2 separate regions of the Canis lupus genome follow, and region 2 is linked to region 1. A link is a contact called in public Hi-C data. All regions are on one chromosome and are shown on one strand. The core of a region is the stretch at or near the end of the contact, and the rest is flanking DNA. Distances in the headings are between cores, read along the strand shown. Region 1 holds the start of TMED2 (transmembrane emp24 domain-containing protein 2). Region 2 holds the start of KMT5A (N-lysine methyltransferase KMT5A).

Region 1 (7,548 bases), core at 1,542-4,041:
TCTCTCTCTCTCTCTGTGTGTGACTATCATAAATAAATAAAATTAAAAAAAAAAAGAATACTTAATCAATATGAAAATGGAAGTTAACATTTGATTTTTGGTTAAAAACAGAATTGCTCTTTGCACTTTTCTATGAGGTTCAGTGGCTTGGGAAGTCAAAAAGGCTGTTTCCATCAGATTAATTCAGTTTATAGGAAGCTATTGTAGGTATTATAATCAGAAAGAAATTTAACACAGGGAAATGGAAGCATAGAGTAGGTTAGTGAGGCTGGAGAAACAGGCTCATGGATCTTAGAATAACACTACAGAACTGACCTGTCAGGAGAAGCAGGGCCTTTGCCAAAGTCTGGAGAATGGAGAATCAGGGGACTATTACTGGAACAATTGAGTTCAGTAACACACTGTCATAGCAAGGAGGCTTCCATCGTTGTAGCAGCACCGGTTTCTTGACACCTGAAGCGGGAAACTGGATTTTGGGCCAAGACTGCCCCCTATTGCCTGTAGGTCTTTCAAGAAATAATTCCTCAGAGAACAAAACAAAACAAAACACCAAAACAAAATTTAAAAAAGAAAAAAAGAAGAAGAAAAAAGGAAATAATCTTTCACATTTGCACAGCACCTTCACAGACATGGTGTCATTTCATCCTCATGGTAACAAGCAAGGCATGAGGTGTCACCCCCTCTTTACAGGTGAGGAGACTGAAGCTCCAAGTTGATGGAACATAATTAAGGACACACAGCTATGTGTAAAGCCCGAGTAACCACTCAGGTCTCCTCATCCCCAGGCCAGGACAATGAGCTCAACTAATATGTGATGAATGAGGTCTTTTGTGGCCCTGTGGTGGGCTCCAAGAGAATGACATATATATGTCAAGGCTGGTGGCTCACGAGTGTTGCAGACTGGTAAATAACTGTAACTGTTGCACAAATCTGCCTGGAAAGCACAGAGGATGGGGAGATAGTGTTTGGCAGAGGTATATTTAGGGACGTTCTAGAGAAGAAAAGAGGTGACATTTGAGTTGAGTTTTGAGGTCTGAGTAGAAGCATGTCTGGAAACAAAGTGCAAAAAATCGTCCTAGCTGGAGGCAGGAGGTAAGTGGGCCTGATGTGGCAGCAGCACTTTAGGGGAACTGAGAGAATTCTAGCTTTGGAGGATTTGAACAAGGTAAAAAAATATTTTTGTAGTTGGAAGTATTAATATAAATACAGCAAAATTAGTTTCCTTAGTCTTATGTATATATTCTTCTTGATTTAAAAAAATAATAAGTAAGCACTAGGTGAAGATATAAAACTTTTCCAATATCCCAGGAGGTTCCCTTGTGCCCCTTCCTGGTCTACACCCACCTCCAACCTTCCCCATAGGTTTCTGTGGGATGAGGGTGTTTCCCAAGTGATGAGTGCTTTCCTGCTCAATACCTTAGCCAGGTAACCAGTACTGGATGGCAGGCAGGCAATTCATCCCATGGCCAGAGAATGGAGAAGTCGGGTTCATGCTCTGAAGGCATTTTCTTTTCCCATTAGAACTCATGGTCAGGGGTTCTGGGGTTAGGGTGGAAGGAGCTGGCGTGCAGATTGGTGGGGAGGTTTTTCCCAGAAGGGACAGGAGGCTTCTCTGATTCACAGACTCCTCTGATTCAGCTCCTTAAATGCGTAGTGGGATGGATGTGTCAGCAAGCTGGTAGGTGTGTTTTTTAAACTAGATTGAGGGGCTCCTGGCTGGCTCAGTCCATGGAGCACCCAACTCTTGATCTCAGGGTTATGAATCCCAGCTTCACGTCAGGTGTAGAGTTTACCTAAAAAAATAACATCTTAAAAAAACACAAATCAACAAAACAGCTAGATGGTAATGATCTGGAAGGTTAACAGGCATCTCAACTGGATCAAACCGATGGAAAACTGGGTAACTGGAGGCCTGTTTGATGCTGGTTAGGGAGTTCCTGGTGACAGGTGGAGGCCAACAGAAAATCTCAAAGCTCTTGGCGTGAGCCCTGTCTCCTTTTACTTCAGATTTTTAAAAAAAAAATATTTGTTTATTCATGAGAGACACACAGAGAGAGGCAGAGACACAGGCGGAGGGAGAAGCAGGCTTCCTGCGTGGAGCCCAATGTGGGACTCGATCCCGGGACCCCGGGGTCACGACCTGGGCGGAAGGCAGACGCTCAACCACGGAGCCACCAAGATGCCCCTACTTCTTCTTTTTCTTTTTAAAGACTTATTCATTTATTTGAGAGAGAGAGAACAGGTGGGGGGTAGGGCAGAGGCTGAGACTGTGCGTGGAGCCCCACAGACCGGATCTCAGCATCCTGCGGTCCCCACCTGAGGCCAAATCAAGAGTCCCACCTAACTGGCTGAGCCACCCAGGCACCTCTCCCCTTCTACTTCTCACTCCTATTGCTGCGTCCAGATCTTTCGCCATGTCTTTGGACAATCTTAGGGAGATGCACTACGGGGAGGAGGCTTCCAGACACTGTCGCTTTTTAGTACCGTCCACGTGAAATGTTACGTTGCGCGGGAAAGAGGAGAGAGGTGGGAGCAACGATGTTTGGTCCTTCGGAGCCACCGTCGGGCTCCGGTTGGGCGGAGCCGCCATGTCCCTCGGCGGCCGCCGTGCGTCCGTTACGTGGCAGCTGCCGGCGCCCGCCAATCCCCGGCGCCCGCATCAGCCCCCTCGGGTGGCGCAGCCGGAAGGGGCGGAGCTGAGGCGGCGGCGGCTGAGGAGGCAGCGGTGGCGGCGGCGGCAGCGGCGGCGGCTCTGGAGGCCGCGTTCCCGGTCCTGGCTTCGGCCCCTGCCCCACCATGGTGACGCTCGCCGAGCTGCTGGTGCTCCTGGCCGCTCTTCTGGCCACGGCCTCCGGCTACTTCGTCAGCATCGACGCGCATGCCGAGGAGTGCTTTTTCGAGCGGGTCACCTCGGGCACTAAGATGGGCCTCATCTTCGAGGTGGCCGAGGGCGGCTTCCTGGACATCGACGTGGAGGTGCGGGCACGCTGCCCCGGCCTGAGGCGTGCTCGCAGGGCCGGTCGGGGGTTGGCGGTGCTGGGTCCCCGCGGGGCCTGCCGGGGCGCGGGCCGTGGAGGCCGCTGTCCGAGTGCCGGGAGGGGCCCAGGCCGCCGCCTGGCCCCCGCCCGGGCGACCCCCTGACGGGCTTTTTCTCCCGCGGCCGCCCGGCTTCCGTGCCCCGGATCCCCTCCGGTGCGGCGCCGTTGCTTAGTCGCTTGGGTTCTCGGCTTGAACCGCGGGCACCCCGTGGAAGCCGTCGCCGAGCTTTGTCGGCCAGGCGCCGCGTGTCAGCTCCGGGCCCACAGGGCACTTAGATGCTGAGGTTAGCCGAGGGCAGGTCCCCGTTGCGTCTTCAGCTGCACTCCGTGTTGTTTCAGATTAATGTTGGGGCATGACGTGGAAACTTCAGGGAAAAAGTAAAACGAAAGCTACCGAAGAAGGCTGGGCGGATATTTGCGTTGTGTTTTTTAAAATGTTTTCATAGAAAGAGCCTGAGCGTTTAACCTATTTTTGTGCGAACCTCTAGATAGCTCCGTGAGCCATCTCTGACGAGGGGGAAGGTGGAGTCGGGCCATTCGATTTAGGGGTAATGACTGCAGGTGGATTTGTGGAGAAGACAAATTATTTCAGGAACCCACAGTCCCTAAATTTGCTCCTCTAGTTTTATTTTAAATTAAGAGAATGATTCGCTTTTATTTTTTATTTTTTTTTAGGAAACCAAATGTAACTAATACTTTAATTCACTTTTAACATGATCGTTGGACAGTGAACTGCTGTTGGCACAAATTATACAGTATAACAGAGTTGGGCACAAATTATACAGTACAAGTGAGTCCAAAGATAAGGGGATAATGGAAGGAATGACTGGTAAAATTAGTTAAGGCTTTAGAGATGAACTATTTCAGTCTCCCAAGTTTTGCAGGTTTGACAGGCTTTCTAAGAGGAACTAAGTTGACCAAGGCCTAATAGCTGATTGTTAGCCCATGGATGAGAACACAGGTCTGTTGGTTTTCAGGCTAGCCTTTTTTTGTCAAGTCTACTGGCATCTCAGATAAAGTAGATTCTTTCACTGGTTTGCAGCAATCAATTAGGAAAACCTGAAAGTGTAGCTTGCTCAAATTTCTTAGTTTTTAAGATATTTTTTTCATATTTTGATATTAATATTTAAGTTTGTGTGTGTTGGTGATAGAAAGTCAGTTGGAGACCATGTGTAAGGTACTATTTCTGTTTCTAGCGGTTCGTATTTACGTTGGACAAATAAAACATGTCAGAATTGAAAGATGTTTTAGCGAGGATATCTAGTCCAGCCTTGTTTCACAAGTGAGAGAACTGCAGCCCAAAGAGGTTACTGTCACTAAGTGAAAATTACATTTTCTTAGTGAATATCCTACTGCTAGTAGCACTTAGGAAAAGTATGATTTTAAATCTTTTGTGATGTGCATTTCTTTCCTGCCTCCAGATTACAGGGCCTGATAATAAAGGAATTTATAAAGGAGACCGAGAGTCCAGTGGAAAATACACATTTGCTGCTCACATGGATGGAACATATAAATTTTGTTTTAGCAACAGGATGTCTACCATGACTCCAAAGATAGTGATGTTCACCATTGATATTGGGGAGGCCCCCAAAGGACAAGACATGGAAACAGAAGGTGAGATGAACATTCAGAAGATTTTGTTACATTTTAAGAATTAATATTGTGTACATTGTTATTCATCTGAATGGAGTGTTTATTTGGATTTCTTACTCTAGGTTCATTCACTGTCTTTAAAACCAAAAACTTTTGTGATACAAATTTTTTATTTCTCTGGGACCCTTAATTAACAAAAATAAGTTTCTGGAAGATTATGTTTTAGTTCTTTACAATTGCCTCTTCTGACAACTTTTCGTAGTCACTCTGCTTTTGTAGGTTATGTGTGTTTTAGGTTATTATGTTGATTTGCTAATCCTGGTTATATTCATCATCATTTGCTCTTTTATACATGACTAGTTTGGTTAAACTTTGTTCTTTTATTTTTGTGTGTGTTTATATCTTACACTTTTCTTTAGGTGGTGGAGATACCTGGGATGGTAGGTGGATGGATGGCTTCTTGACAGCATCTTGTCTTGCATAATTTTGTTTGCTGCTAATTTCTGCTTTCTTTCTAACCTCAGTTTGTTAGCATGAGTGTTTTTTCTTTTAATTAAAAAAGACCCCTACAACTAATTAGAGTTTTAGAGTGATTGTGTTTTGTGGTTTTTATTTGGTTGACGGGAGGCATAGGTTAGGTCACTTTATTTTATTTTATTATTATTATTTTTTAGATTTTATTTAATCATGACAGAGGCGGGGGGTGGGGGGTGGGGGCAGAGACACAGGGAGAGAGAGAAGCAGGCTCCATGCAGGGAGCCCGATGTAGGACTCAATCCTAGGTCTTCAGGATCACACCCTGGGCCTAAGGTGGCGCTAAACTGCTGGGTCACCATGGCTGCCCGGTTAGGTCACTTTAAACTAATGGAACTGGAGGGATGCCTGTGTGGCTCAGTTGTTGAGTGTCTGCCTTCGGCTCAGGGCATGATCCTGGAGTCCCAGGCTCCAGGGAGTCATCAGGCTCCCTGCAGGAAGCCTAATTCTTCCTCTGGTTGTGTCTCTGCCTCTCTCTCTGTGCCTCTCATGAATAAACAAATCTTTAAAAAAATTAATTTATTAATGGCACTGGAAATACAGTGATTGACATCTTAGTAGTAGCATCATACTTTGTTTCTTTTAAATGAATGCTGAGGGTTGGAAAGATTGAATTGTAACTGGAGGAGTAAAAGTCCTACTTGAACATAGCTAATGGCAAATGGTGCTGTTCACTTTGTAGGAGGTATTTTGCTGGCTTGTTTTTATCATTGAAATTTCGTAACTTGAAACTTGATTGGATGTGAAATGCAGTTCTAGCAGCTGTATCTAGATACCGTGACAGAAGCTCTTTCATCCATATGTTGTAGTTCGATTAATTTTTATTTCTCCACGGACTAGCATTAAACTTGAATTGAGCCTCCTGGACACATTACTTACCAAGTACCAGCACATTTGTGATTGAGGAAGTGGCGCACAGTGTGTGTACATCAGTGTATGATTTGTGGAAACCAGCAGTTCATCACGTTTCCTAGTACTAACATGGTAATATTTGTCCTAAATATTAAGCAGTTAGTAGAGTATTACATCATAAATATTTGTTAGGTTTTGAAATCTGTAGAATTTAGAGAATCTTGGTACTTAGTAATTCCTGTACTTGCTTTTCAGGGCCATTTACAGCGTAGGATTTGGCTAATTCAAAGAGAATTTGGAGTTTTGAAGGAGTTGGTGTTTATTCATTTTCTGGAAATTAGTCCTTTCTAAATAGTTAGGAAATGTTGGCTGATGAACGTGACTGTTGAACTATTCTTAAATAATCCTGTAGTATTTAAGATTCTTGTTTGCTAATGTCAGTGAATGGAAGCTGTGAAATCAAACCTTACTCTGAAGCAGTGATCCTCAGGTGAGGACAGTGTTTGCCCCCGAGGAGGACATCTGATAATACCTGGAGACTTTTTTAAAGTAGGCTCCATACCCATTGTGGTGTTTGAACTCAGACCCTGAGATCTTGAATCACATGCTCTACTCACTGATCCATCCAGATGTCCCTATCTGGAGACATTTTAGATTCTCATGGCTGGATGGAAGATCCTAAAATGTACTGAGTGGCCCCTCACAATGAAGAATATGTGTTCCAAAATGTCAACAATGGCATTCCTGAGAAAGTTCACTCCTAAGGTTTCACGCTGTGCTTCGGGCTTCCCAAATGAAGCTAGTGAGGGATGGTTTGAGATTCCACATTAACATGGGTAGGGGGCCCTCTAATGGGAAGCTTTCCTTCTGGTACTCTTTTCCTAACTATGTTCATTGTCATAACATAGCACTGTCTAGAAGCATATGCTTCCTCTTCAGAACTGTTAGTTCACCTTGTATTCGTTCTTGGCTAAAATTTAGAATATCTGATTTCAAATCTTGTGCAACGGAGAGCTTGTCTTTTCACTTATGATGCCTGCCATTCCCCACTGTAGTGAAATTACTGCTTTGGTTTCAATAGAAAAATGTTTGAGTTTTGGTGTGGATTTTTTAAAGAATGTTTTGGGTTTTTCTCTGCTCAGCTTCATTGAGATTAAAAAGTCTGTTTTGATGTCGCTCTTAAATTAACATTAGGAGTTAAATGATTCTAAAGTGTAAGTTTTGATTTTCATTTAAATATTGTTATAGGATTGTTGTTAGGAATTTTGTTTTATATATTGTGTTTCCTCCCCCCCCCCCCCTTTTTTTTTCTTCTTCTCCAGTTAGCAGTCAGTTCCTTAGAGGAAATTTCTTAGGGTTAGTTATTTTCCTTGAGTTAGTAAACACTATATAGTATGTGTCCCACCCTGAATGACCTTTCTGTTCTGGGAATGGACGTTTAAAAAAAATGCTTTGAGAATTAAATTGTCATCAGTAGTCCCATATGATGTCCGAGCCATTTCTTAAAATCTCCTTTTATATGTCTTCTCTG
Region 2 (7,548 bases), core at 2,156-4,655, 140 kb before region 1:
ATAAAAATAAAAAAATAAAAAATATATATTATATGTAATATTATAAATTAGTGTATGTGTCTACATAGGGGGAAGTTTTATATATTTATATATGTGTATCCATCCATACTTACATATAAATTTTTATATACATATTAATATATATATAGTAGAAAAATACACGTGTATGCTTATACATTACACATATTCACAGAAGAATGGGATGGAGTAGATCATAGTGGCCACCAGCTATGGAACTTTAGGATACACATATCCCATCTGATAAAAACTTACAAGAACTGATGCTAACATGAAATATTTGACAATAGCAAAAGCCTGGAACAAATACAAATGCAAAAATAACACTAAAGTAAGAAAAGTAATCTTAGTACTGGTATGATTTCACCCACATGATGTAACCATCTCAGCAAAGTGGGGATCATTAAGCAAACATTCCAGAAACATGTCACATTATTCCGAGATTCCAAGCTTCAAAATAGATTATTGTAATTTATGTAACTATTTGCAGTGAATAATTGTTGAGATTCACCAATCTATCCTTGGCTTAAAACCATTCAGTGATTTCCCATTAGACTTGGAATAAACATCTGAGCCCTTACTATGATTTTCATGTTGGTCTGGGTCCAGAAAAACAGAATTTAAAATAGGAACTTCATTAAATAGGTGGTGGGAACACTAAGGTAACTAAACTGCAGGTAACTTAGCTCAGCTTGATGGAGAACAAGTCAGAGAGATTAGGGCTAGAAGGATCAGAGGGGGAGCCTGTAAGAACCTGGAGACTGAACCAGTTGCCTGTGTGTGAAGCAGCGTGTCCTTGCTTAGGTAACCATGATGAGTATTGCAGGCACACAGGAGTGAGCAAGTTCCTTCTCCCTCCTCCTGCCTTCCAGATACCCCGGATCCTCTCCTGGTGACAAAACCTAACACTGACAAAGGAGCAATATGGTTTGCAGCCCCAGTATTGCAGAACAGAATGCAGAAATCTGGATTTGGAGCTGAGAGGCCAGCATAGCCGTCAAGGACCTAAGTGATCTGGCACCTCCCTGTCTCCTGTTTCATTCCTCCATTCTCCCCACCATGTGCTCATTTCCAGTGACATCAGGTGTCTTTCTTCCCAAGCACACGAAGCTCATTCCTGCCTCCATACATTCACACATGCTATTCTCTCTACCTAGAAGTATCTTTTCCCTTCAGTCCTATTTATTTAGAATTTAACTTAAAGCCACCAACCAAAGAGAATTTCTCTGACTTCATCAAATCTATAGAAGCAACCCTCTCCCCACTCAGGTTCATTTTCATTTTACTCATAGCATTAATCACTATTTAAGATTATCTTTTGGTGGGGGGGGCACCTGGCTGGCTTGGTTGGTTAAGCATCTGCTTAGGTCATGATCCCAGGGTCCTGGGATTGAGCCCCACTTCCAGCTCCCTACTCAGTGAGGAGCCTGCTTCTCCCTCTCCCTCTGCCATGCCCCCATGCTCTCTCAAAGAAATAAAATCTTTTTTAAAAAAAAAAAAAGATTATTATTTTTTTTTAAAGATTGTAAGTAATCTCCACACTTAACATGGGGCTCGAACTCACAATCCTGAAATCAAGAGCTGCATACCCTACCAACCAAGCCAGCCAGGCACTCCTAAGATTATCTTTTTTAAAAGTAGGGTTTTTGGGGGCAGCCCGGGTGGCTCAGCAGTTTAGCGCCGCCTTCAGTCCAGGGCATGATCCTGGAGATCATGGAGACCGGGGATCGAGTCCCACATCAGGCTCCCTGCATGGAGCCTGCTTCTCCCTCTGCCTGTGTCTCTGCCTCTCTGTCTCTCTGTCTCTCTCTCTCTGTCTCTCATGAATAAATAAATAAAATATTTTAAAAAGTGGGGTTTTTTGTTTCTTCTAAAAAATATGAGGAAGGATCTGTGTCTTATCATCACTGTATCTTTGGGGTACCAAATGGTGCCAAGCATACAATTTACTAAGTATAGAATAAATGCATTTTAGAGAAAACAAAAACTTGTATATCTTTGTGAAAGCTGGAAGGAACATTGAAGAGCACAGCCCTATTCTCTCATTTGACAGCTGGGGAAATTGAAGTTCTGAGAGCTGAAATGATATACCAAAACCATACAAGTGAGTTAGTGACAAATGTGTCACTCTTGGAGCACCCGGGTGGCTCAATAGGTTGGCATCCCCCTCTTTTTTCTGCTCAGGTCATGATCTCAGGATTGGTTGTGAGGTGGACCCTGTGTCAAGCTCCCCACTCAGCAGGATTCTGCTTGAGATTCTTCACTCCCCACACCCCCCAACAAATCTTTAAAAAAATAGTGTCACTCTCTACTTTTCCCAGGGCTTTCACATACATCACCTTATTTACCTTCACTTCATTTTTATTTTCGTGCAATGGTAGGGTCCTTGGGCAATGGCGAGGTTGCCAAAACGTTCTGGGGGGCCAAAGAGAGACAGTGGACGAGTGACCTCTGCCTACATCTGTAGGAGGGACACATAGGAGCTGTAACTGGACACCTTACCTGTGTTCAAAGCAAAGACTCTCCAAGACCTACGTTTTTCTCTGGGGACTTTACTGATGGAGCCCCCTAACCCCCTCCTCCCCTCGCCTTGGGGCACAGGGCAAGGTTGTTTCCCTGGTAGCCATCTAGTATTGGAGTCACGCGACTGATCAATGCCCTGCAATTAAACTGCTGGGTGATCGTGGGCAGCAGTAAGTTACCTGGTCCCTCTGGTCACCTCTCCTCCATCTGTAAAATGGGTAGATAACGTGGGCTAGGATTTCTAAGGTTCTGGGAGGTTCATCCTCTGATCCATTTAGTCGGTAGCTGTGCCAGCTAGTTTTGGATACTGTTAAGAATTGACTCCGGAAACCTTTCAAACTTGGGAATGAATGAATGAAACTGCTGGAGGAGTGAAGGTACTGGAGACGCCAAACTGCTGGGAGAACTAAGGTTTGCAGGTCCTAACGGGAGGTCGAGGGGTCAGAGGTCGGGTTCCGGTCAGACCCGAGAAGAACCGGAAGTCCCAGATCCGGTCCACTCTGAGCCCGGGCCTCCAGCCGCGTGACTACACCTCCCGGGGCGGAGCTTCAGCGCGGCGAGAGGGCGGAGTTTGGGGCCTCCCAATGGCAGCGCGGGTGTCCTCCCAGCGCAGCCAATCGACGCAGGAAGACGGTACAATTTAAACCCCCTCCCACCTCCCCCGCCGGGACCTGCCCTAAAGCGCTTGTAGAAAGTGCGGCCGCTTGCCCCGCCCCCGCCAGGGAGGCGGGAAGGAGGGCGGGCTTTCCCTGCCGAGCTCGCCTATCAGCGCGGGTAGCGTGGGGAGAGGCGGGCAGCCGCGCCAATCAGGGAAGCAGCCTGAGCGCCGCGGAGCAGTTGGCTACAGTTGTTGCAACTTTTTTCGAAAGCTGCGTTTCCCGGGAGATCCTAGGCGGTGACAGAGCCGGGCCATGGCTAGAGGTATTTGCCCAGGTGGTCGGCGCTGGGGCGGCCGAGGTGATGGGTCGCGCTGGAGGGGTGGCGGGGTGGCGGGAGCGGGAGCGGCAGCGGGGAGGCTCCCTACTGCTCCGACGGAGCGCGGAGACTGCGCGGGGGGCGGGGGGGCGGGGGGGGGGTTGCGGAACCTTCCCCGACCCACCCCCACGAGTCTCCAGGAATCCCATGCCTTGGCTTCCCCTTTCTAAAGTGCGGGCACCCGCTGGCCTGCCTCTCCAGGGACGGCGGATCCATATGTCAAAGCTCTTCGGAAACTAAGGCGCAGGGCACCTCCAGGGAATGGTTGTTATTGATACGAGGAGGTGGGGAGGGCGAGGTTTCGCCCGTTTCGGGGCGCTCTCAAGCTGGGAAAGGAGGTGAGTCCGAGGCCAGGGCGCAGATGGATAACCTCCACTGTGGGGAGCGCGTCGGAGTGGACACCGCAGCAGGCGCCTTTCCTCTCCACGCCCTGAGTCAGCTCTGCGCCGCCGGGGCGACGACCGGGCCCCGCTGGCCTGCTTTGGGGTGAGAGGAGTTGCATGGCTCCACCCGGGGCGGCCCTTAGTCCTGCAGCTGCTCAGGACTCCTGCCCACGGGGGTGGCTTGGGTGGGATTGCCCAGCCGCGGGAAGCATGTCCCTGCGTTGAGTTCTGTACACACTTAGTTTGCTGTCAAGACAGTAAGCCCCACGTTATGCGGCAAAGCGATCTCCAACCGCTGGTCGTTTCCTAACGCTGTGTCTCCGTGCAAAAACTTTGAGCATGATGGTCGAGTAGAATTATTATTTTAGAAATATGAGTTCAGGTTTGACACTTTTTTCCAAATCCCAAGCAGTACAGGTTAGTAGGAATTTGCCCTAATGCAGTATGCTCCGTGTAGCAATAATAATGAATACAAAAAAGGATTCATTCAGCAAATATTTATTGGGAACCTTTGTTTTCAGGCCCTGCACCCAGTTGCATCCTTTATTATCCTGCAGTCTTTTTAGGGTCTTTTGGAACAACCCAAGATTCTGATTAAGAAATGAGGCAAGATGAACTTCAAGTTAATGAGCTTTATACTCCAACCCACAGAGAAAGTTAAGACAAAGATACTGTTTTCAGAAAAGTGTTAAGCATCTAAAAGTATATTTAATAGTATCCGACAAATCTTAATAAATCTGTGCTTCCCTGGTTCACTTTTCCAGTTAGAGCAAATCATTCAAGCTGTTTCAACAGTAGTGCCTTAAAAAAAAGATAGCTTGTTTTAATTAATCAAAACTAAGCAATTTGCCATTGAAAGATTTAAATACTTAATATAGGCAAATAATAATTACCATTGAGGGCCAGGCAGTTATTATCTCAGTTAATCTTTACAAATTGTTATATCCATTTTTCAGAGGTGGAAGTTTGAAGTGCAAAGTCACTGTCTAGACTCCGGCCATGCTGTGCCTTTGCTTGTTCCCCTCTATCTCCCTTAGCCGAAGTGAAGACAAGTGTTCCCAGGTCTCGCCATGGCAGGCTTACAAATCACCTTTGTAATTTATTGGTTAGTGATTCTCACTATCTCTCCTGACCTGCAAATCAGCAGTTACTTATTCCTTAAGGCCTTGTTACTCTTGTAGATTATTAAATGGGTAGTATAAATATCAAATCATTTGTAATACTTCAAATGAAAGGTCAGTCTTTTTCTTCTAGAAAAGCTGCCTTTGTTGAAAACTTGTAGTTCACGTTGAGAACCCTGCTGGGTCACACAAACAAAATGTGCAGATACTAGGCAACTCCTGTCTGGTTTTGAAGTTTTACAATCATGCAAATATTTTCAGCCTTAAGTATATTCCTTTGAGGAGGATTATCTCCTTTTTTTCCATTTCTGCTGCCATGGCCAGATGGCCTCCTAATTGGTCCCCTCTTTCCATTTTTTTTTTTTGAAAAAAAAATTTTTTTAAAGATTTTATTTATTCACGAGAGACACAGATAAAGAGGCAGAGACACAGGCAGAGGGAGAAGCAGGCTCCATGCAGGGAGCCCGATGCGGTACTGGATCCCAGGACCCTGGGATCACGTCCTGAGCCAGAGGCAGACACTCAACCACTGAGCCACCCAGGCGTCCCTCCTTTTTTACACTTTTACCATTTCCAATTTACTAACTCTCAGCTGCTAGAGTGGTCCCCAAGAACATGGATTTTTGTCGTGTGACCACTCCTCCTCCCTTCCTCACTGTTCTTAGATCAAATCCACACTCCTCACCATGGCCTGTATGGCCCTGCCTCCCCCTCTGGCCTCCATGTCCTCCATCAGTCTTTGTGTACACTGTTGTGTCCTTAGCAAGGGCCTGGAAAGAAGTAGGTATTCAATAAATGTTTGTGGAATGAATGAATTGCTATTTTTGTGTCTGAGTTTAAGGGAAGCAATATACATTCTTTATGATAAAGTACTCTCATATAACAGCACTGGCTTCAGATCTCAGCTCTATTACCACTTTCGTCATGTAATCCTTAGTCAGGTGATTCCTTGAGCCTCAATTTCTACATTTGTGAAATAGAAATAGTACCTTCTCATAAAGGGTTGGGAAGGTTAAATTAAATAGTGTACAATTATAGGGCTTAATACAGAAACACTGAATAACTTAGCTATGCATATCATTCCAGTTGAATTCTATTTCTAGGAGATCCTGGACAACATTAAGAGTTTTTATTTATGCCTACAGGTATATTTGTCATATGTACATGAACACCTCAGAGACAGGAAAGACTGTTTTGAAGCTTACACTGAATGATTTGTATTATATCTTCTAATACCAGAGCTGCAGAGTTGAGGAATGGGTGCTAGACTTGGATCTTAATGTATGTACCCTCTGCATTGGAGGGCCGCAGTAGAGAAAGCTGTGGCCCTGAGCATGTGTGCGTAGGTGGGGTTGGGGGTGGGAGGATGTTGAAATAGTATGTGAAGTAGACAAGATGATCTGAGAGGCTGCTTCCTGTTCTCAAACCACGATTCCCATGATAGTTTGGTGACAAACTGCAAGCCCTCTCTGCCCTGGAGATGTAACACACAGTTTCAAATGGCTTGACCTGGGTGTCAGAGTGTCACTTTAGAATTCTCTTTCACTCTCTGCATAGTCTCTTGGGTATTCAAGTGGGCAGAGTATCCCACCCTACTGGAGTTAAGGTTGGGGTGGGGACTGCAAGGGGTATTGGGGGAGGGGTGTAGGGAGGAGGTGCTCCCTAGCCCCGCCCGGGATGCTAAAGATGAGCTGATTTGGAAGACATCATTCTGAGCCTATTCCTGCCATTTAATCCTACTTAGTCTTCTCCCTGGGGAGGTAGCAACTTTATGTGACAACTGTTTCTCTGTGGGTGTTGGAAGGTGCCCTGGGTGGGTTAAGGAATTCAGGATTCTGGGTTTCTTTCTTTTTTTTTTTTTTTAATTTTTATTTATTTATGATAGTAACAGAGGGAGAGAGAGAGAGAGGCAGAGACACAGGCAGAGGGAGAAGCAGGCTCCATGCACCGGGAGCCCGACGCGGGATTCGATCCGGGGTCTCCAGGATCGCGCCCTGGGCCAAAGGCAGGCGCCAAACTGCGGCGCCACCCAGGGATCCCGGATTCTGGGTTTCTATCCACAAGGACGTTGAGGCCTACTCCAGGGAAGTGACTTGGCCATGGTCATAAAGCACCTCTGGGACAAATTCAGGGAGAGAAACCCAATGTTTGCCTCCCAGGCCATGACACAAGCTGTAGGAGCTAGATGCCCTGAGATGTCTTGTTTGCATCTATGACTTAGCACAAATACAGTGACTCTTGGCTGTGGGCCCTCAAACTCTAATGGCTTCAACACAGTGGTGCAGGGCAGTGAGCTCTGCCAACACTAGACACAGGACTGGCTGGAACCCCTGCCTTCCTAGGATATCTTCTCATGGGGATGGACAGAAGAACCAGGTGACTTGCTAAATGGCTTCTGCCACAGCATTTGTCCCTCCCATTCTTGAATTTCCTCATCTGTGGCTGGGAGTGCAGGCTCTGGGTCATTTGGCCTGGAAATCCATTCTTAGTTCTGAGAATTTGGCCAAAGCTCCTCGCTTCCCTGATGT

What was found. Hi-C and Micro-C count contacts between places; a contact is called where the count stands out from the background.
Region 2: a Hi-C map of blood shows a contact between it and region 1, with 3 times the contacts expected there. The contact joins the promoter of KMT5A here to the promoter of TMED2 in region 1. A contact is called at or near these places in 3 of 9 Hi-C or Micro-C datasets (blood and liver).

The regions. Positions count from the first base shown.
Region 1 is chr26:6,271,775-6,279,322 of UU_Cfam_GSD_1.0, reverse strand. It overlaps TMED2 (transmembrane emp24 domain-containing protein 2), which reads left to right and starts at 2,791. Exons shown (of 5, transcript XM_038574820.1): 1 at 2,791-2,976; 2 at 4,460-4,652; 3 at 5,051-5,071. The coding sequence starts at 2,797.
Region 2 is chr26:6,415,005-6,422,552 of UU_Cfam_GSD_1.0, reverse strand. It overlaps KMT5A (N-lysine methyltransferase KMT5A), which reads left to right and starts at 3,405. Exons shown (of 7, transcript XM_038574831.1): 1 at 3,405-3,462. The coding sequence starts at 3,453.